Linked DNA regions of Gossypium hirsutum: regions 1 and 2 are each linked to region 3. A link is a contact called in public Hi-C data. All regions are on one chromosome and are shown on one strand. Each heading gives the region's core, a stretch centred on a gene start, on an enhancer-like site or on the middle of the called end of the contact. The rest is flanking DNA. Distances are from core to core; before and after follow the strand shown. Region 1 holds the start of LOC107902049 (NAC domain-containing protein 2-like). Region 2 has its middle 27 kb from the start of LOC107902049. Region 3 has its middle 44 kb from the start of LOC121218839.

The links. Hi-C and Micro-C count contacts between places; a contact is called where the count stands out from the background.
Region 1: a Hi-C map of leaf shows a contact between it and region 3, with 2.4 times the contacts expected there. The contact joins the promoter of LOC107902049 here to the enhancer-like site in region 3. A contact is called at or near these places in 5 of 34 Hi-C or Micro-C datasets (callus and leaf).
Region 2: a contact with region 3 is called in a Hi-C map of leaf, with 1.5 times the contacts expected there. The contact joins two enhancer-like sites. A contact is called at or near these places in 3 of 34 Hi-C or Micro-C datasets (all in leaf).

Annotation. Positions count from the first base shown.
Region 1 is chrD06:38,539,746-38,543,993 of Gossypium_hirsutum_v2.1, reverse strand. LOC107902049 (NAC domain-containing protein 2-like) reads right to left here and starts at 2,763. Exons shown (of 3, transcript NM_001326918.1): 1 at 2,463-2,763; 2 at 2,053-2,321; 3 at 789-1,563. The coding sequence starts at 2,709. The coding sequence ends at 865.
Region 2 is chrD06:38,512,108-38,515,954 of Gossypium_hirsutum_v2.1, reverse strand. No RefSeq gene overlaps it. Among protein-coding and RNA genes, the nearest start is that of LOC107902049, 27 kb to the left of the region's middle. Within about 2 kb of position 1,819, at least 1 of the 9 cell types and tissues checked has an H3K27ac peak or open chromatin away from gene starts, as enhancers often do. A contact at or near this core is called in leaf, where this site is marked.
Region 3 is chrD06:38,330,869-38,334,939 of Gossypium_hirsutum_v2.1, reverse strand. No RefSeq gene overlaps it. Among protein-coding and RNA genes, the nearest start is that of LOC121218839, 44 kb to the left of the region's middle. Within about 2 kb of position 2,314, at least 2 of the 9 cell types and tissues checked have an H3K27ac peak or open chromatin away from gene starts, as enhancers often do. A contact at or near this core is called in leaf, where this site is marked.

The DNA.
Region 1 (4,248 bases), core at 1,514-4,013, 210 kb before region 3:
CCTTGCATCCTTTCTTTATATACATACACACACACATATATATATGCTCCTTAAAGGTCGTCTCTAAATCCACCTGCTAATTAAATTTATCGAAATGAATAGCAGCATTAGATGTAAGATTGATGTCTCTTTCATATTCATTTTTAGCTTGAATGTAAAGTGTAAAAGATACAATGCAAGAGCAATAAAAGCATCATAAAAATAGGACTTTCATATTCATTTTTAGCTTGAATGTGAAGTGTAAAAGATACAATGCAAGACCAATAAAAGCATCATAAAAATAGGACGATCTTTTCATGTGTTCACTGCTGATGTTTGCTTGTCAGCTGTGGATGATTCCAACTTCGACCCCAGACCATTTTCTGCGATACTCTTCTAATAATATTTGGGAATATTCAATCATACAATCATCATTCTCTTGTCGATAGTCTACACGGCTCTACTGTTTTGAAGATTAAAGAAATCTAGTTTTGACTTCTCAGAGTAAATTACTAATATGATTCAGTTACATCACCTAAATTCTGGAAGCATAATTTATCTTCAAGATCTAGACTATGTATGACCACTAAAGTGACGATAATATATATTCCTTCCTTCCTCAAGTTGGAGCCTGCACTACCCCAGCAAGAAATAACTAAGGGAATCAAACAACCTCAAAGAAACCCAAAACCCTAATTGAGAACCAAACACTTATACAGTTATGCTAGTCTTGAAGGATATATCTGATCAAGTTCTAGCCAGTGAGATGGTGAAAATAAAAGCAGAGACATTAAAGATTAGAGACTCAGACTAGACATAAAAGATATCAGTAGAAACATACTATACATATCTATGTGTAAGATATGTAGATGCAGTCTACATCGCCTACTTGAAAGGATTGGTGAACTCCCTACTTGATTCTGGGATTGGACTCCACTCCCACAACCGATCCGAGAAAGTCGTTAGTGGAAGTGAGCTGGGTAGCACGTTGAGTGAAAGCTGCTGAGCCTGTGATTGAGGGGGCAACGTAGAAAACTCGGGTTGCTGTTGTTGTTGTTGGTAAGTGTTGTAGTATTGTAGCGGATTCATTGCAGCTTGTTGGTAGCTTACTAGCCTGTGAAGATCGTCAACAACATTTGATGAAACAGAAGACGAGCCCAGTTGAAAGAGAGCGGTGGAATTGGGAAGTAAAGAAGTGCAGCCTTGCTTAGACTGATTTAAGAACAGTCCCTCCTCTTCCATTATTCCAGATGGTAACCCAAGTGTTGTTCTTATAAGGGCCGTTGGACGGTACACATTCTGCTTGGAAAGTCCAAGAGCTGTTGTAACATCAGAAGTACTACTACTGCTCCCATCAGTCTCACTTATCTTTTCAATCTCCATTTGTGGTTGTGATTGTCCTCCTCCAAACCCTTGAAACCTTTCCATGGCTTGTTGAGCTGCATCTTGGGCCTGCGAATATTTCTTTTCTGACTGCAGTACTCCTCTCGATGAGGTCAATGCCCTCGTTGGAAGACAACGGGGGAGTGAGGGGTGATCTTCAACTCCAGCTCTCTTGTACACGCGGCAAAGCGATATTTCAGCCTGAAATAAATTAAGGATTTGATGAAGGACAAAGAGATTTCAAGGTAAGAGAAACAGTTCCGACACTGAGGATTCCTTTTAGTTAGAACTCGTATTCAATACATGTGAGGTCGGTACACGGTATGGGTCATTGAATTTAAATTAGTTCATGCACGTTCCTTACAGTTTTAAGATTAAAAAGAAAAATATTTAATTGAGAAATCAGTTAATTACAACAAGGCCTGATTAAAGTTGTTTACGATGTTAGCATGTTGGCTATTATTCATTTCCTGCTTTTGCATATCCAGCTGCTTACTAAAATTGAAGCATTGGAACTCAAAATTGAAGTTGAAAAGCGTTAACTTTTAGGAGAAGTACAAAGTTGAAAGCTTTTGCTTTCCAAATGAGAAATTAGGGTTAGAGACTGCACCACATGCAAAATGGGAGAAGGAAGGACCCCGGGCCGAAAGGGTTTTTATATAGATATCAATGGTGAAGGACGATGGGTACCTTTTGATAGCGTTCAGTTTCGTGGTGAGGCAAGCGATACTCGTTCATAATCCAACTGCTTCGAATGCCTTTGGGGGCTTTCCCGGAGTAGAAGACTAGGGTTTTCTTGAGGCCAATAGATCGAGAATTCTCTCCCCGAATCATGCGGTCAGCTCCCGTTGCCTTCCAGTAGCCTGAAGTCGTGACACGATTCGGTCGATCTCCGTTTCTGTACTTTCTGTCTCTAGGCACGTAGAAGAACCATTCCTTCTCCCCAATTGCTGCCATGGCTGATGCCCCAGAAAATCAAAATACCCAAAAACAAAACAAGAATCACTGCGATTGATTGTTGTAGCTCGATCGATATATATATAAATGTATGTAGGAAGTATGGTAGTGATTAATACAGAGAAAATATATATTATATATACCAGGAAGTTCCCAAGGGTCATAGCGATATAGATCAAGAAAAGTAATGAGTTCGACATTGAAGCGCTTGCCCTCTACCTTACGGCGAAGGTAGAACTCTACAAGTTCTTCCTCGGTAGGATGGAATCGAAAACCAGGCATCACCGTATCTTGTTCATGGTCATCTTTGCTGGAGCTGCTGCTGTTGCTGTTGTTGAAGTCGAGGTCAACGTTACTGGTATTATCGTTGCTCATGCTTGCTATTGCCATAAACTAATTAACCAACAAAACTATAGGAATAATATTACGACTCATAATAAGCTGTTCTCCTCCTTCCTCGTCGATATCCTCGCCTCAGCCAGGGCAGCCCTCTTTATACCCTGAGAGCTTTGTACGAATGATCGAGCGCAACAGCGAGTGGTAGGCAAAGATAAGATCTAGAGAAAGGGTTAAAGATTGTCCGACTAACCAAATTGTAATTTGTGAAAAAGGTTATGTTTGAGAGAAAAGAAGATGTACACAGGATTGAGGGCCTACATAGGAGGAGGTATTCTTAAAGGTGTTTAAGATGAGAAAATGACATGTCTCTAAGAAGACAGGGTGGCCACAACCATTGGCGGTGCCCTTGGACATTTCTTCCTCTTTCCCTTATTTTCTCTTTAATTCCCCTTCTACTAAAGTAAAATAAATTCAAATTTAAATTGGTTTATGTTTATAGCCCATTTATAAAAATTAAATTGGAGATTCAAAACAATGCTTTGCCACACATACTATATCAGTATAATACGCAATGTACTGGATTTATCAGTTTAACCTTTCAACTATTATTTACGTTTTAAAATATATCATAAGTATGAATTTCACTACACTAAGGGTGAATTTGGATAGGCGGTGCGTTTACCTGCGGTTAGTGTAAAAACAGCTGTGGCTGTGAGATTAGATACTGTAGCGATACTGTAGCGTGAGACAAAAAGTAAACTAAACCCACCGCACCGCACCGCACCAAATCGCGCATCCAAACTCACCCTAATTCATTTTTATATATTTATTTACATGGCTGAGATCCATTATTTTTTTTATCGTCTCATTTTCTTCTTTAATCTTTATTATTTGATTCTAAGATTTATAAAGCATAGCTATATGATATGATTTAATATATATAATAAGCATACTTTCAAATTTAGCATTTATATATTTTATAATTTTAGTTTTTTTAGTTAATTTTAGTTAATTTTAGTCTTTTAACCTTTTTTTTAATAAAAATATTAACTAAAACATTAATTTTTTTTAATGATTTGGCTTGACAACCTGCGTGCTAATCCACGTGTGCTTCATGTTGACATGACACTATTTATCTTATATGTCACACTGTCAAATAATTTTAAAAAATTATAAATTTTTAATGAAAATTGAAATTTTTCAAAAATTAGTATGAAGCACATGTGGATTGCTACGTGGATTGTCATGTTTGAAAATTTAACATTTTAGTCAGTATTTATATTTTTAATAATAGAAATTGAACTGATCTTTTTGAACAATTGGTGATCAAATATGACTTTTGTTCTAAAGGTTAGAGCCAAATTTAACTAAAAAAAATAAATATCAAATTGATAAAAGATATAATTGTTGAGTACTAAATATGATATTAATTTATATCATATTACAAGCTGCATGCTCTTTAGGGATTTTTTTATGTGAAGGCTTTAATTTTTCGACAACTGGTGTGCTTGATGATTGACATATTAGCACCCTAATATTATGATTTTTTTATGACTAAGGTATCCTTGTATCTGTTATATAGTACCTAGC
Region 2 (3,847 bases), core at 570-3,069, 180 kb before region 3:
TTGAAAAGTATAATTAAAATACTTCAATTACATTTAATTTAGTAAAAATTACTAATTACAATAATTATCTAAATATATTATATTTATGTAATTACAAATAATTATATCCAAATTCAATTAATATAGCTTTTCGAACACCAAACATTTAAATTAATGTACATCAATAATAATTTAGAAGGGATAATGGGAAATGAAATATGGAAATGTCTCAAAAACATGTAGATGAATAATTCAAACCTCCTCTACCAAATCCCCAAATTCATATTAAATACGTTTTTAGAATGAAATCTCAACGATCTCATCATATCATTAAAATATTGGAATCAAATAATGCAAAGAAATTTAAAGACTCTTCACTTCTTCATGTTCTTGGTCAACGTTCTAGTCCTTTGCATCCCAGCAAAATTATATATCTTAATCAAAATACCCTCAAATTCTTCCTTCACTTTAATCTCTCTTTCTCAACGTTTCTTTCGTAACTCTGATGAATATATTATTTGGGATTATCGTAATTAATATCTTTGTATAATTTAGATGTTTAAATTTTGGTTAAAATTGAACTAATCAATTAAACTGATCTAATTCGGTTACTCAGTTAGTTAATTGATCTAATTTGGTCGGAGATCTGTTAATAATTTTGTTGGAAGTTTAGTTATCGATTATTTCGGTTCGAAATCGGGTAATTAACCGAACTTAACAATTAATAATACAAATTATATGTAGTTTTAATTAAGTTAATTCGATTAATTCGGTCAAATGAACATTATCAATTTATTTTTTGATATGTTTTATACTTGTTTTAACCAAAAATATCAAAACATATAAATTTCGGTTAACCGAAATTAAATTCGATTAACGATTAAAGAATTAAAAATTTTAGTTAACTTAATTAATAATAATTCAATTTAATTAACTGTTTGAACACCCTAATAATTATAGAATACAAACGCAATATATGGATGGTTGTCTTTATTACACTATTTAAATCTCTTATCTTTACTATGAAGTTTTCTACTAAGTTATTTTTACCAAGTTAGAATGAAATAAATTAAAAAATAATTATTATCTTTTTTTAAAAATAAATAATTACTATAAGAATATTTATGCATGTAAAATCTTCAAAATAATATATTTCAAAATATAATATCAATGTTTAAACCAAAAATGTGATATATATTACCTTTTATAATTTATTTTCTTCCACAAACATTATGGGTGTAACATAATTTTAATATATTGTATGCATATATATACATATATAAAATTGGTGTCATGAGTTAATTAAACACTAATTTAATTGAGAAACAATTAAAGTCTATTTTTTTATAAAGTAAAAAATATTAATCCAAATGCATTTTTTTATATTTTATAAATATTATTATAGTTAAATTTAAACTTAAAATAACATGATGTTTAAAACTTTAACTTAACTATCATTTGATTATATATATTACATCTCCCATCACAGATGTGCAATAATCTAGTACAAATAATTAAAATTTCAAAAGAAAAAACCCTTGTATATATAACTAATTAGCATACTTGAACTACGAAATCAATGTAACATGCATTTAATTAAATTATTAGTTATAAATGAATTTCACTAATTAAATAAATAACCTTTCGTTATAAAATAAAAAGAAAATCAAAAGTACGTAGAATATTGTAAGTTTAGAAAAAATAATTGGTAGGGAGGTGGCAATATGGGGGCTTGAATTGAAAGAAATAGAGATAGAAAGAGAAAGGAATTAATAAATAAGAATAGGTGGGGGATATGCAAATTGAGGTTTTGTGGGGTGCTCGGTCAAGAGAAACCCGTGACCACTGCTGTTGCTGATAACTACCGCCCCCACTTCTTCTCTCTCTCTCTCTCTCATTCTTCCTTATATTTCTACTTTTTTTTTCGTTAAACAATTTTTTTCATGTAATTAATATATTGTATAAAAATAATTAATATATAATATTTAAAATAAATAAATTTAAAATTTTAATTTAACTACTACTTAAAATTAAAAAAGTTATCGATTAAATCTTAACTTGATTGACGTAAACATTTTGTTAATATAAAAAGACATGAGTTCAAGTATGATGAAAATTATTATTCTTTTATTTATAAGTTAGGAAGAAACTATGAGATCACTTTAAACTTTTTAATATAAAAATATATATATGATAATTTATAATAAAAACAATAATTTCAATTTTTTTTAAACGGAACGGCACCTCCCTAAGGGAGGGGTAATGATAATATCATATGAAAATTTTCACTGAAATTTTTTTTATAGATATAGGTTTCCCGATTTTAACTTTTATGTAATTTTAAAATTTAGGTGTTTGATTTCGATGTGATTATTAATGTTAAATTAGTTTTTTTCCCATCTATTATTATGATATTTTTTAATATTGTTATTTTTTATATTATAAAATTGTGACACATTATAATTAAGATATCATTATTTGAAAATTGTAAAAAAGAATATAATTTTTTTTAAATAATTCAAACTTTCTTTAAAAAATTGTAAAAACTTAAAAAAATATATTCCAAAATATTCTAAAATTCAAAATACATAATTATGTATATTTTTAATTTAAAATTTCTTAAAATTCACAATAAAAACTCCCTCAACCAATGACAAACACCCAGAACACGTATCGAAAAATGAATTCAATTTTCAAGCTGGTGAAAACCTAGAAAGTAACTCAGCCGGAGAACTAACTATTGCGAGTTTTGTAAGCTCAAGATTTCTCTCCCTCGACTTTATAAATTCTAGGTTTTCTTGATTTTGATTTTGTTTTTCATTGAAATTTCTAGTCTAAATGATCGCGTCCAATGGCTCCTATTTATTTCAAATAATTTAATATATCCATATATAATATTTATAATATAGATTTTATGGTGAATGACCAAATTGCCACATTGTGGTAAATTTGCACTTTACTCTCTTTTTTCTCATCATTTTACTATATTCTATTTAAAATACTTTATACTTCATTCATAACCGTGAATATTCCATGCATAAATTCACAATTGGGACTTTTCTCAATAAAATGAGAAATTTACGATTAAATCCTCAAACTCTCATTTTCATTCAATGTAGTCTTAAAATTCTTTTTTCTTTATAGTAACTCACTATTATGATCGTATGAAACTTCATTAATACTTTCTAACTAATTTCTTCATATTGGGAAATTTACACTTTAGGTCCTCATAGTTTACAAATTTACAATTAGTTCCCAAAGTGACTTCATTCGTATTAGTTCATTCCCTGTGTGTTCCTCATGTCTAACAATCATCATCAATTTGATTAAATTAAATTATAATCCTTTAAAATTTCCCAATTTACAATTTGGTCCCTTTATGTCGAAATCTCTTGGTCTCAATCAGTCTCTCAAAATTTGCTTTTCTACAACTCAAAACAATTATTTACAACTTCATTTATAGAACTTGTTTTCGAATTTCCTTCAGAATTCCACATATTGAGTTGTGAAGGGCAATCGAGCTCATTGGCTTTAAGGGTTCAACAAATGCATTACCTCTGTTCGATGTTCACTGCGAAGTAATGGGCTGATTTTGAAGGTTTGAAATTGGTATGGCAGCAAGATTTAAGTTTGTAAGTGTGGAGACTAATAATTGGAACGTTGTTAAAGAGATTCAAGCTTCTATTCATAGAAGCAGTGCAGCAGCTGTAGAATGGCTCGGAAGAATTGCGAGATTAGCTTCTCTCATATTTATAAAGAGAGGAATCAAGTCGCGGACTTATTAACCAAAATTGCAGCACCTGTTGAACTCAGCCTGCAAGAACTCATTACGGTCCCTAGAGTGGTGCAGGATAGCTTGAATAATCTA
Region 3 (4,071 bases), core at 1,065-3,564:
TACTATTTTCCACACTATTGAAAAATCATGCTGTTACAGTCATAGCCTTTCCCATATTGATAATTGTATGTATGATCCTTATACTTGAGATCATCACAGTCCCAACATTGTGAGTCGTATGCTTTGACACAGTTAAACATCTTCTATAAATGGTTGTATTATAAAGGCTGAAGTTGGGCATGCAACAATCTTTGTAATGGGATGTGAATGATCAAGATAGAATTTGTCTCTTCCACACGGGTAAAACACATAGGCGTGTTGGGTGCAGGGTTTACACGGCCATGTGACCTAAGTTAGAGAGTTACACGGCCCATGCACATGGACGTGTGAGGTCGCACACAGGCATTTAGGATAGTCACATGGCCATCTTCGGAGCCACACGGTCTGCGCTCTATCACAGGGCCATGTGACCCCTGTAGTGAAAATTTTTAGTTTTTCCCTGAAAGTTTTAATTTGTTTCGAATTGGTCCCTATTTCTTCCTAATCTATTTTTAGGGCCTCGTAGGCCCAAATTAAGTCCCGTAAGTGTATGTTTATTCCATTCTGAATCATATATGTATTTGTTAAAATTAATCTAAGAATTGGGTGCTATTTATTATGAAATGTTCTAGTTTGTACAGTAATACTCCATAACCATACTTTGATAACGAAAACGGGTTATGGGTGTTACAGTAATAGCCATAGCCTTTCTCATATTGATAATTGTATGTATGATCCTTATACTTAAAATCAACGTAGTCGCAACATCGTGAGTCGTATGCTTTGACATAGTTAAACATCTTTTGTAAATGGTTGTACTATAAAGGCTGATATTAGGCATGTCACAATCTTTGTAATCGGATGTGAATGATCAAGATAGGATTTTTCTCTCCCACATAATGGGAGTGATATCTCAGGCCCCTTGATCAAGAGAGGCTAGAAATGCATGGTCGTTCTCAAATGAGTTAATATGAGACATCATACTAATTTGTTTATCTTAGGCTACTAGAGATTTAAGAAACAAAAGATTGTACCATATAAGTGTGGTTGTTCCATGACTTGTGTTCAAATTGGATATCACAAAAGGATATACCATACGATGACATTATCATAGAAAGGTTATGATGAACAATGACTTTTTGTAATTTGGGTAGTACTGATCCATTGCTAAATGTAACTCATTGTTTGTAAAATTGGAATTATTTTAATGTCATTGCTAACATTACCATGATCCTAAAGGGACACACCCTATGATTGAAACGATTGGATTTAAAAAGAAAGTTGGAATCATATTTAACTATCACACTCGATAAATTAATTACAGAAATATTCTTATAATTAATTTTACAGAGTTGAATATTAAACATAATATGTATGCATGTTTAATGCACATACATAGAGGATCCAATTAAAATAAATATGAAATGGATTTCATATAATTTTAATGGGTATATTTTTACTATAATTATTAAGGGATTTATTTTAATTTCGACCAATGATATACTTTAAGGGTTGAAGTAAATTGATATCTTTTATGAAAAAGATATCACATTTTTATTCTAATCCCTTAAATCTATCGTAGATTTGACTATTATTTAAAGACATTTGAATGACAAATCTTGATCCATTCTCTCAAGTTAAACCCGAATTTTTTTTTTCAAAACTCTCTAAAAAGTTCAATGAGAGTTTTCCGATTATTTTCTTCTAGGTGAATACTTTAGAGGCCAGAGCAAAACGTTGTGATTGTGGTTGGATCACTGCACCAAAACACATTAATATTCTATGCTCAAATTATTGAAGGTATATTTTCTAAAATTTTTGAACTCAGATTTATTCCTGACACATAAATTCATGAATTGTGATGAGCCATATAATTTTCCATGCACCACAAGATGCACCGGCAATCCAATGATTACAAGTGAATTAATTATTAAACCAACATTTCCATGGTTTTAAAAGTTATGGCTCCATCTCTGATTAAAAATAATAATTAATGTATTACAGTTGCTCTTTACTAAACTTAGAAAAAAAAAACCAAAGTTAACAAGATGAATAAAGAGAAGCTGAATTATATCAAATCTACATGTAATATATGATTATTCTAAAGATATATAAGATAAAATTAATGAACAGAAAAGAATATGATATCATAAGAAGCAGACGCACTTTTATGATGGTTGAAGAATATAGAGGTGGATGAAAAGCAAAAGATGGGTAAAGTTGGTAGCATCATAATTGCCAGTTAATGTGAAAGGTACCGGTACGAGTCCAACCCTTGCTTGAATACCCAAAAATTGCAATCAAAGTGGAGCTGGTCACTTGGTCAGTGGTTAGAGATCATTGGTCAAACCTTCTTATCGAATTCCAACAGTCACTAAGACTTGTCCCAGTTACGTAAGGTATGAGAAGCAATCTTTTATGTTAGTTAAAGATGGTGATGGCGAGATATTGTATTGTAGATATTGCATAATAAAAAGACAAAGCCAAGCACAGAGAGTTGGCAGGTAATATCAGCATCAATGGCGAGGGTCCAGCAGCACCGATGGATTTTAATGCAATAGTCAAAGGCTTGACCGTCAGCGGACCCCTCATTTGACTCTCTGACATGATGATCATCAAATATTTATTTCTTCTTCTATACCTGTATTAATGACATGAACCAACTTTGTTGGGGCTCTGAACTCAGTTATTTTGTGCCTTTGTTTATAAAGGGTACATCATGGGAGCTGTCAGTCACTGAGTCAGTCTCTGTGAGTTAATAACGGTGGAAGGTAACTCGTGAATCATATATATCGTTGACTTATCTCCAAAGTGACAATGCAAATGCACTCACTTCCATTCCTCATCAATTCATATATTATTATGTCCCTTCTCTTTTAGCATCTGCACAATTTCTGGATGCTCTTTCGGTTTCTCATAGCATTCGTCTTTATTCGGCTATCAATAAAATGATAAATAAATAATCTAAACAAACCAACAAATATTAATCCATAATAAAATAAAAACACGTGAAAAGTTGCAATATCAGAAAGGTCAAAAAACAGAGTTTGGACCACAAAAAATAGTGTGTTTAATGATATTTTTATTTCTTTTAGTATCTGAAATTTATTATTCGTAAGCAATCATAATTTATATTGTTAGTCACTAAATTATAGATAATTTTTTTGTTTTGGTCATTTAATTAAAAGTTTTACAATTTGGCTACTGTTATTTAAAAATTTTCATTTTAAGTCACTAAACTATTTGAAAGTTATCATTTAAGTCATTGAGCTATTAATTAAAAAAAAGTTCTACTAGTGAGCTTCAAGCAACAATTCAACGGCCGGTACAGTGGAATAGTACTCATCAATGAGTAGTGGAACATACTTTATATCTAAGTCAATCTAATGATTAGTGTCAAAGATCGAAAAAAAACTGTTTGAATTTTGGTTTACAGATTTGTGAATTCAAAAGCTATTTTAAGAAAAATAAATTAAACTATAGAAGAGAAGGGGAAAGATAGCTTTTGATTGGTATAGACAGTGCTAACAGAGAAAGCCATATAGCATCGATTTTAACAGTCTAGTGACTTAAATAAAAACTTTCGAATAATTTAGTGACCAAATTGTAACTTTTTTTAATCAACTGACCAAAACAAAACTTACTCATAGTTTAATGTCTAATAGTGTAGTTTACAAAAACATTTAGAGAAATTTAATCAAAACTTATAATTTATAATATTTAATTTGAAGTGTAATTTTTTGTTAGCATTTATTACAATTAATTAAAAAAATATTTCTGTACCAAAAAAAATGTTCATCTGTAATCTCAACAAAATGTTGTTTCAACAGGCCCAAATTATGAGTTCGGCTCGTTCTACTTTGCCTTTGGAAAATCTAAAGTGTTTTCTTACCGCAAAATCAATAAAAAAACGTTTAGTTTTTGGGTCAAAATTAAGGGTGAGTAAAATTCAATTCGATTCGAAAAAATAAAAATAAAAATTAAATTTTGAGTTAAACGAATTGAGTTATTCAAATTATTTGAGTCAACTCGAATAACTCGATTCAGTTTCCAGTTTGAGTGGAGTTGAATTTCACAATTCGAATAACTCGA